Linked DNA regions of Rattus norvegicus: region 1 is linked to region 2. The links are chromatin contacts, called in public Hi-C maps. All regions are on one chromosome and are shown on one strand. Each heading gives the region's core, a stretch centred on a gene start, on an enhancer-like site or on the middle of the called end of the contact. The rest is flanking DNA. Distances are from core to core; before and after follow the strand shown.

Region 1 (4,706 bases), core at 516-3,015, 75 kb before region 2:
CGTTCGTTCAACAGAGGCACTCTGCTTCCAGCAAGAGCATATCAGAACTGCAGCCATGCCCCCCTCCCTCAGTTTAGAAGAGGTTGGAGGAGTCACAGGATAGACCACAGCGTGCTGTTTGCAATCAGAAGCTGCTGGGCTGCAGCTGGTCCAGATTTTTCTGCTGTCAGGTTTACTGCCATCGAGCCAAACACAATTTACTGACCTAATACCCTATTATTTAGTTACCTCTGTTTTTGTTATGAAGTGTGAAGTAAATTAGATTATCTATACGACGACATTTTTTTTTCCTGAACTCGATGAAGAATCTAATTTCCAGTGCAAAGGAAAAAGTATCTCGGCATCCTAAATTCTTTACTGAGGCACTCACGGCTCCAAAGCCTACCCCAGATACTCACAAACACAAAAGGCCAAAAAGTTCCTCTGCTCTTCTGCAAGGCACAAAACAGACACCAATGCACCTTCTAGGTCCCCACCCTCCTTACTTCAAACCCATGACCATCATTCCTGATAAGAAACACTAAGGTCTGATTCTAATGATGAAAAACTAGCAAGCCGGTGACAAAATACCTTTCCCTCCCATAGATCCTGGATGAAACGCTGTTACCTTCCCAGAGCAGAGAAAACAGGCTAGTTGCCCATTGTTTCCGCAACATCCAGGCAAGAGACACATAGGCCAAACCCTCAGAAAACTTGAGAAACTTCAGCCTTGCACAGAGAGCAGAAAACTTGCCTCCTGGTAACTGACAGAACCTTGAAATAAATGCAGCACGGGGAAAAAAAAAACTGGGGAGACAGACAAATCATTCTGCCTCCCAATGGTGGCAAACTTCACAACAACTTTTTAAAAGCAATGAACTACAGCACTAAAGCCTATGTAGATAGACCGTGTGTGCATGCATGCCATACGGGACTACCTGGAAGGCGAAGGCTTTGCAAATATCCCTCCTGAACAGGCCAGGGAGCCCAGAGATGGCAGCTTTTCAACACCAGCTCGGACTGTCAGAGAAGGTCATTTTGCCTAGCCGCTTCTTTTCCACCCTGCATCACAGGAGTTTTCTACTTTCAGATTGCTCAACTTTCATATGCACTAGAGTAAAACAACGATTCAGCAACTTTATTCACCTTGGTTTAATTTTTTTTTCATTGTGCAATGCCCAGGAAAAGCTGACACCAAGATTGTCTTAGCACTTGCAATCACAATCAGAAAAGAGGGTAAAATAAAATTCTTGTGATTGGGGGGGGAGGGGGAGAGGAGAGAGGAGAGAGGAGAGAAACACCATTCCAAGCGGGGGCCCCTAGAACTTTTTCCCTAGGGAGACCACCCCTCGGGAACAAAAGTTACAATTCAATCTCCTGGTAGGCGTAGGAATAAGGAGAAGGGGTTTTTCTTTCTCCGTTCTTATTTTTAAGCGCACTAATTACGGAGGTGCTCTACAGATCTGAAGACAAGCCGGGTTCCTCCTACCAACTGAGAGCCGCATTACATTGTCAAAAAAGCAAGGGAGTGGGGTGGGGGGCCCAGGAACCCAGGAGGAGCTCGGCGGGAGAGGGGTGTAGCAAGGTTACACTAAAGGGTACAGCCGCTGCCGCGAGCTGCATCTTCTTTCCCTCGCGCCCCAAATAATTTCCCCCGCGAGCCTAGCAACTGCACCAGCAGCCCCGGGGCAAGGGGGTTCCGATCGCCCAAGGGGGAAGGAAGAGAATCCGATCGTTACCTTAATGCTACACTGAGCAGGAGTCTCAGACATGTCTCACAGCGAAAGGGATCAGGAAGTTCTCAGTTTTTTTCCACTTTCCTTTCCTCTCCCCAACCCAGAAACGCTCGGCGGGGCAGCGGGACGCGGTCATTTAAGAAGTTTCTTGCAGCATCGCCGGCGGCGGCCGCCCGAGGGGGAGGGGGGTCTTCGGAACGCGCGGATCGGGCGCGAGGTGCGGGGGCGTGGGAGCCGGCGAGCACGGCGTGGGGTGTGCGGGTCGCGGCGCGGCGACCCGGGCGCAGCCGGCCGGCCTCGCGTGTCTCCTCCCACCCGCGGCCGGCGCGCCCGCCCCCGTCCGCCCTCCCGCGGCGCTCGCTCGCTAGCTCGCTCGCTCCCTCCCTCCCTCCTTCTCTCTCTCTATTTCTCTCTCTCTCTCTCTCGAATGTTTTCCTTCCTGGAAGAGAGAAACTGAAAGGCAGAACTGAGAAAGCTCTCTGCTCATTGATCTTGAGAGTTTCAGGGCAGAAACTGACGTGAATTCCCAGCACCCGGCTCTGCCTCTTAAAGGAGCCACCAGGAAATAAAAGCTCGGGTTACCGCGGGCCGCGGAGAAATCAAAAGGCGTGCGGGGGAGGGGCTCGGGATGCCCAGTGGCCCGCCCCGAGGCGAAGGACGCCTTTGGGGAACCTTGCAGCGTGGCCCCGGGACCAGCAAGCCTGGTTTATCTCTCTCCCGCCATCCCTGGCTGCGCCTCCCGAGGACCTGGGCCAAGCACAGTAGGGGCTTTTCTGTGCGCTCCCCGAGGAGCAGTTGCAGCCCGGGGACGGCGGTCTAGGAAGGGGCTTTCCGGGAAGGACGCGGCGCCGCAGGAGGAAGCGAGACAATGGCCTTTGTTCTGCGCGGCGACCGCGGCCGCTTTAAGAGAATCCACCAGGAAATGGGAGCTCGGGTTACAGGCTGCGCACGGGGAAGTGCAGGGCGCGACGCTGGAGACAAAGCCGCGCGGCCGCGCTCCGGCTCAGGGACGCGGCGAGCGGGGGCTCCCCGAGACGGGGGCGCCCCACGGCCTGACCTCCCGCCTTCCCCGATTCGAAATCCCCCGGCCATTTAAAGCCACAGCGGCCGCTACCAACCGACGTAGGTGACTGGACTACAAAGTTGACAGGGCGCGTTCCAGCAGATCTTAGCCCTCCCCTGGGCCGCTGCTCCGGCTCGGTCATTGGTGGAGGTGACAACCCGGGGTCCTGCAGAGGAGGGACTGCCAGAATCCAGAGGCGCTAGCCTTGAGCACCAGCGTTCCGATCACTCTATTTTTATTGCTATTTATAATCTCTTAAAATGCCCACCGCAGAAGATGGTGTTTAAATTCTAACCCGCTAGTTTATATAGGGTTTAATGTGTAGATATATAACGAAAAGCTTAATGCACTTCCATTTTGTCTTTTGACGGTAAAATAAACATAAATGTGTGTATAAATGGATTATATTCATGTTCCTTGCTGAGGATTTCCCAGATTCACCTCTGTATTCCCACTAGTTTCTTAGGGAGGAGGCAGGCAGGAGCAGTATTATTTTGAAGTAAAATCTCCCAATGTAACCCTGACTGGCCTGGAACTGTCTCAGTCTGGCCTGGAACTAGTAAGCCAGTCTGCCTCTGATTTTCCTTTTTCTGCACACTTTTCAGCATCATAAAAACGTGCTCAGACTTTCACAAACAATACTTCTGTTCATCAGAACACCCTAAATAAAATTTGCCAAGAGTCGGATGGGAACGCACCCTGTTGCTGATACAGTAATGTTTTTGGAGGGAACCTCCAGGTACCACCCCCAGTTTTTTCATCTAGTAGTCATGCTCACCAAAAAAACTTAAGTCTTTTACACCCTCGTTCCCAACCTCGCATGCACCTACCTTTACTCCCGCGCGGTTGTAGCTTTTTACTGTTGCTCCTCACTAGGAATTTTCGTTGGGTTTGGGTGGTTTTGTTCTGAGACAGGGTCTCACAGTGTAGATGAGACCAGCCTTGAAGCCAGATCCATCTGCCATCTGCCTCCCAGTGCTGGGATTAAAGGTGTGCACTACCACACCCAGCCAATCGGTTTTGAGATTTTCTTGAATTTGTAGTGCAGGTTGGCCTTGAAGCCTTGAGCCTGGGCCACTACGCATTTGCCCTTTTGAGCGGGAGGCGGTGCTTGAACGTCCATTTGTTATTTTGTTTACAGCCCCGGAGATTGAACCTAGGCCTCATCTGTTCTAGTCTAGTGCTCTACTACTGAGCTCCATCCCCAGCTAAGCAATTTCTGTTTTTCTTTGCTTCTCTTAACTGATGTTTGCAGACACTGGATCTTGTGGGCTTTTGCTGCGTTGAGTCTTATGCACCTTTCCATCCCTTATCTAACTGTAGGGTCTCCCATGACGTCTCAGCACCTATGCATGGGAACGGGGCAACTAAGTTACAAGGTTTTCATAAGTGTGAGGTTGCTTACAATGGTCTTTCCTTTATCTGTGGAGGATATATACCAAGAGGCCTGGTGTGTACTTGAAGGCAGACACCACACACACACACACACACACACACATACATATCCATATCCATATCCACATATCCATATATATTCATATATAGAGGCTTATACATGCATAGATATAATAAAGTTTCATTTATAAATTGGGCACAGTAAGGGGCTAACCATAATTAGTGATCAACCAGAACAATTGCACTGTAATGAGAGCTTATAAAACATACTCCTCTATCCGAAAACGTCCACGGCTGACTGTGGGTTGCTAGAACTGGGGAAAGTCAGCTGTGGGTATGGGGGGCCTCTCTACAGAGAGATTCTTTAGCAAAACATCTTCGTATTTTAGGTGCTAATTTGTGTTAGCCATGGTGATTGCTTAAGCTCACAACTGAATTAACTTCCAGCTCCCATTCCCGACATGTCTTGACCTTCTCCTGGTGATTCATAGAGGTGGCAGTTTGGAGTACAATGTCTGTGGTTCCAAAGCGAA
Region 2 (4,775 bases), core at 337-2,836:
AAACTAAAATTAGACTTGGTATGACCCAGCTACACCACTCACTCCTGATATTCACCTGAAGAACTCCATGTCAATACATCACAGAATCACCTGCCCACAAATGCTTATTGAAGCACTGCTCACAGTAGCTGAGTTCCAGAACCAATCTAGGATGCATCAACAGAAGAATGGATAAAGAAATAGGATATATATTTATAAATAATTATGCATATAATTTATATAAGAAATATATATTTGCTTGTTAGTGCCTGCACAGATGTGTGCACATATGCGTGTGGGTGCCTTTAACCTAAGACCACATGAAAATATCGGGTCCCTGGAGCTGTAGTGGGTATTGGAAATGGAACCTAGAGTCTCTGGACGAGTGACAAATGTTCTTAACTTCTGAGCTATCTTTCTCGTCACTAAAGTGGAGTTTTTTTGTTTTTGTTTTGTTTTGTTTTTTTCAACCATGGAAAGGAATGAAGTTATGTTGTTTAGAACAAAATGGATGCAAGGAGAGATGACTACGCGGAGTAAATTAGATCAATTCCAGAAAAACAAATATCACATCTTCTCACTTGTACTTCCTAGATTTTGTATAGCCCCATGGATAAAACATCATTTATTTGGATGTGGTGGTGCATAACTTTAATCCCAACACTTGAGAGGCAGAGGGAGACAGATCTCTGTGAGTTCAAGGCCAGCCTGGTCTATATTGTGAGTTCCAGGACAGCCAGGGCTACAATGTGAGACACTGTTTAAAAATAAAAATCACATGTGTATGATATGTAAGTGAAACTGCACAGGGAGCAAGGGGCACTAACAAAGGGAAGAAGGGTTAGGAAAAGAGGATGGGAGGCATGGGGGTATGCTCACATACAATATATACTTGTATGAACACATAAATAATCTAGCATTTTCGACCAAAAACTAAATAAAATGGCCATTTACTGATAGGATACAAAAAGAACGTCATCGTTTCAAATGATGATGTATTTTAGCTTAGATGAGTTAGTTCTCCGTTCATTGATTCATTCAATCAATCAGCAAATATATCCACCATGTGTCAGGCCCTGCTCAAGAGGCTGGAAATACACAAACCAACTGGATGACCTTCCTTCCACTAGCATTCCTTACTGACTAAATGAAATCCCACCCACAACGGTGAGAGTGGCGTATGCCTTTGGTTCCGTTATCTCCTGCTGCCACCTACTGGCCATTTTCTTTGCCATGCTTTTCAGAGACCGAGAGTTTCTAAGGGGAAGTTGGAAGGAGTTCTATTTTTGCTTGCTGGACCACGAATTTTTTTTTTCTCTTTCGTTTTCACATGTGAATTTTAGATTACAGACTTGTTCTTATTTTAATTGTTCATGTTTCTGTATATAAGGCAGAATGGCCAGATCAGAGTTGCTAACGTTCGCATCTTAAACATTTAACGATTTTTAAATTAATTCCTGATAATCGCACATAATAACCACATTATCTTCATAGGGCACAGTGTAGTGTTTCGGTACATGTGTCCCTGTGTTCTCCTAAGTACAGCTCTCTTCATCTCCACCCAAGTCCCTGGGGCTCTAACCCAACTCTTCTAGCAGGAGCAGTTGTTTCACACTGAGTCACTGCCCTTTTGGCCAGGGCAGTCACTCCATTCCTCTCCCTCCCATAGCGTTTTCCTAATGAGCTTCTGTTTGAAGAAAGTTTTGACTTTCTTTGGCTTCTCTCCATTCTGGTGGGAGTTAGAATTTCTTGCCAGGACAGTGGAGGTTTGTGCCTGGATTGCCTAATGCAGACAGGAGAGAGTCAGAGTTCCTTTGCAGCAGGCACTCCCAACCAATTATGAACCCTCTCTTACTTCTGAAAGGCAACAGTGTCATGGAGGTGGGGAGGAGTTAAGACCCTCTCATGATCAATTGGGGTGCTTTAAAAGGCTGCATGGGAGCTGGGACACACGGAATTAGGCATTAGATGGTTCATTTGCTCTGCATCATCAAGTCTCCAAGTAGGTCAAATACACCCCAGGATGGTTTAGTCACAGGAGGAGATGGACCAGTCACCTGAAGTCCACTGCTGACTCAGTGCAGGCCTCATTTTCTCCCCCTTCAAGCCAAGAGCTCCCCAGTCATTGTCAATGTTTTATGTAGAAAAGAAAAACCAAATATATACTACTTGGTTGGATATAAACATACGCTGGTATATATAACTTTGGAGAGAACTGTCTCCCACTGAGCACTGTCACATCAAAAGTCGTTTTGGATTTAAGGAGACAAAACTAATTGATGGGAGAGTAAACACCCTTCTAGAGATATTTCCAATCTCTTGTTGGGCGAGCGCAAGCACTAAAGTGGTTGAAGCGGGTGGATTGCAAGTTTGAGGCCAGCCTGGGTTATACAGCAGGACCATCTCTTAGGAAACTGCAGCTCAAAAGGCAACTTAAAAGACTTATTCTGTTTGAAAATATTACACATGTCTGTGTGTCTCTGTGGGTATGTACATGTTAGTGAAGACACTCATGAGGGCCAGAGGAGGCTGTCATATCTCCTGGAGATGGAGACTCAAGAACCTGACTTGAGTGCAGGAAATGGAATTCAGTTGTCTGCAGGAGCAGCGTGCAGTCTTAACTGCTAAGCACTGTTCCAGCTCCCAAACAAATGATTTTAGTAGAGATATTCCTATTCATTACAATCAAAGAAAAAATAGGTATGTATGTATGTATGTATGTATGTATGTATGTATGTGTATATGTGTATGTATGTATGCATGTGTGTATGTATCCATCTATTATGTCTATCTGTCCATCTGTCTATCCTTCTGTCCATCCATCCATCCATCCATCCACCCACCCACCCATCTATCCTATCTATTTGTCTGTCTGTCTGTCTGTCTGTCTGTCTGTCTATCTACCTGTCCATCCATCCATCCATCCATCCATCCATCCATCCATCCATCCATCCATCCATCCATCCATCCATCCATCCATCCATCCATCCATCCATCCATCTATCCATCCATCCATCCATCTATCCTATCTATTTGTCTGTCTGTCTATCTGTCTACCTGTCTATCCATCCATCCACCCACCCACCCACCCACCCACCCACCCACCCACCGACCTATCTATCTATCTATCTATCTATCTATCTATCTATCTATCTATCTATCTATCTATCTATCTATCTATCGGGAGAGGTGGCTCCATGGTGGAGAGCACTTGTTGCTCTTGCAGTGGACCTGGGTTTGAGTCTCAGCACCTACACGCTGGCTCACAACTACTTGTAACTTCACTTGCAGAGTATGTGGTACCATCTTCCTTCCTCTGCAGGCATCGGACACACACACACACACACACACACACACACACACACACACACACACACACACACACAGATGAACACTTATGCACATAATATAATTATACATAAAATAATTGTCTAGTGTTCCCCGAAAACCTCATCCTCAGGAACTCCAGGCCTAGCCTTCTTGACTCTGAAAACTAAGGGCATATCCTTTGCTCAGTCTGTGCTCAACTGTGAGAAGGGCAGAAGGCACAGTATTAAGTCAGCAGCTGGGTTCCCTCTTTGACCCTCTGTTTCTTGGTTCTTTTTCTTCTTTCAGTTTGATCAACGAGTCCACCAACCCACTCAGCTCCCTTGTCACTCTGGTCATCTCTTGGACCCCAATTCTTCTTTCTAGTCTCGTTCTTGTTACTCTGTTGATGATGGTCCTCACAGCCGGGATCATATACTTGGAGTCCTCTGGGCTGTAACCCAGTCTGGCTAGCCATGCCCCTCTTCTTTATGGCATTCTCAGGATGTAACATCTCATAGAACAAGTCCGTGCGGAACCTGGTAAAATTCAACATACTTCCACGAGGGCTCCAACTCATAGAGTAATGTATCTTGTGTGATGTTATGGGGTCTTGCGTTCTTAGGGACAGAAGACATACTAAAGCATGGGACTGAGAAAGCCTAGCATTTCAGACGGTAAGAAATTGGGAGGGGGCTAGAGAGATGGCTCAATTGGTAAGAACGTTTGCTATTCTTTCAGTGTACCTCAGTTTGATTCTTAGCACACACAGCAGATAACTGCCCCTCATTAGTCTGGTTCAAGACCTCTGGCTTCTGTTACGCCATCAGTATTGGAACCTCACAGGGACTTCTCTTGCATATCCCTGCTGTTGTTCTGTGTCCTGGAGGTCCTGTAATTTTGGATCTCTAGGACTGTTCCCTTCACATGGTCCAGCAGTTCATCAAGGGGGTAGAGGTTGGGGTGGGCCAGTTCAAAGCCCTGGATCTGAGCCTAGGAGGCTTTCCCACGCTACGTCACACGGAGTCATCCAGCACTGTTCTGGCTAGCTCATCCAATTCTGCAGTCAGCAAGGGGTAGAAACAGCTTTCCTACTCTCATACCCTTGGGGCCAGTTCAACACACCCACACCATCAGGACCAGTTTTACTATGCTGCCTAGGCTAGGGGCAGGTCCTGCTCTCTGGGGTGCTGCAGTAGGCAGAGCACTGGACCAGCTCTCCCATGCACACACCCTCTGGTTGGCTCACCCATGACTCCTGCAACCTAGGCCAGCTCTTCTGTGCTTCCTAGCAATGTCCCTGTGCTCTCCTGAGTACTACAGGTGGCAAAGGGTGGGGTCAGCTCTCCTGCTTCAAGCCCTCAGGGCCAGCTTTCCCATAATGCCCAGGCAAGGGCTGGGTCCAGTTCTGCACAGTCCTCAGATATCAACATGACCTTGGGTGGTGGCCCAGACCAAGGACATCCACCTGGCCTTTGGTGGTAACAGAT

The links. A called contact is a pair of places that touch in the nucleus more often than the background predicts.
Region 1: a contact with region 2 is called in a Hi-C map of Schwann cells, with 8 times the contacts expected there. The contact joins the promoter of Etv6 here to the enhancer-like site in region 2. A contact is called at or near these places in 4 of 12 Hi-C or Micro-C datasets (the A7r5 cell line, Schwann cells, liver and 1 more) and 1 of 1 datasets of contacts at active chromatin or transcription factors (oligodendrocytes).

Annotation. Positions count from the first base shown.
Region 1 is chr4:168,577,464-168,582,169 of GRCr8, reverse strand. It overlaps Etv6 (ETS variant transcription factor 6), which reads right to left and starts at 1,765. Exons shown (of 8, transcript NM_001037353.1): 1 at 1,719-1,765. The coding sequence starts at 1,751.
Region 2 is chr4:168,502,427-168,507,201 of GRCr8, reverse strand. No RefSeq gene overlaps it. Among named protein-coding and RNA genes, the nearest start is that of Etv6, 76 kb to the left of the region's middle. Within about 2 kb of position 1,586, at least 12 of the 93 cell types and tissues checked have an H3K27ac peak or open chromatin away from gene starts, as enhancers often do. A contact at or near this core is called in the A7r5 cell line and Schwann cells, where this site is marked.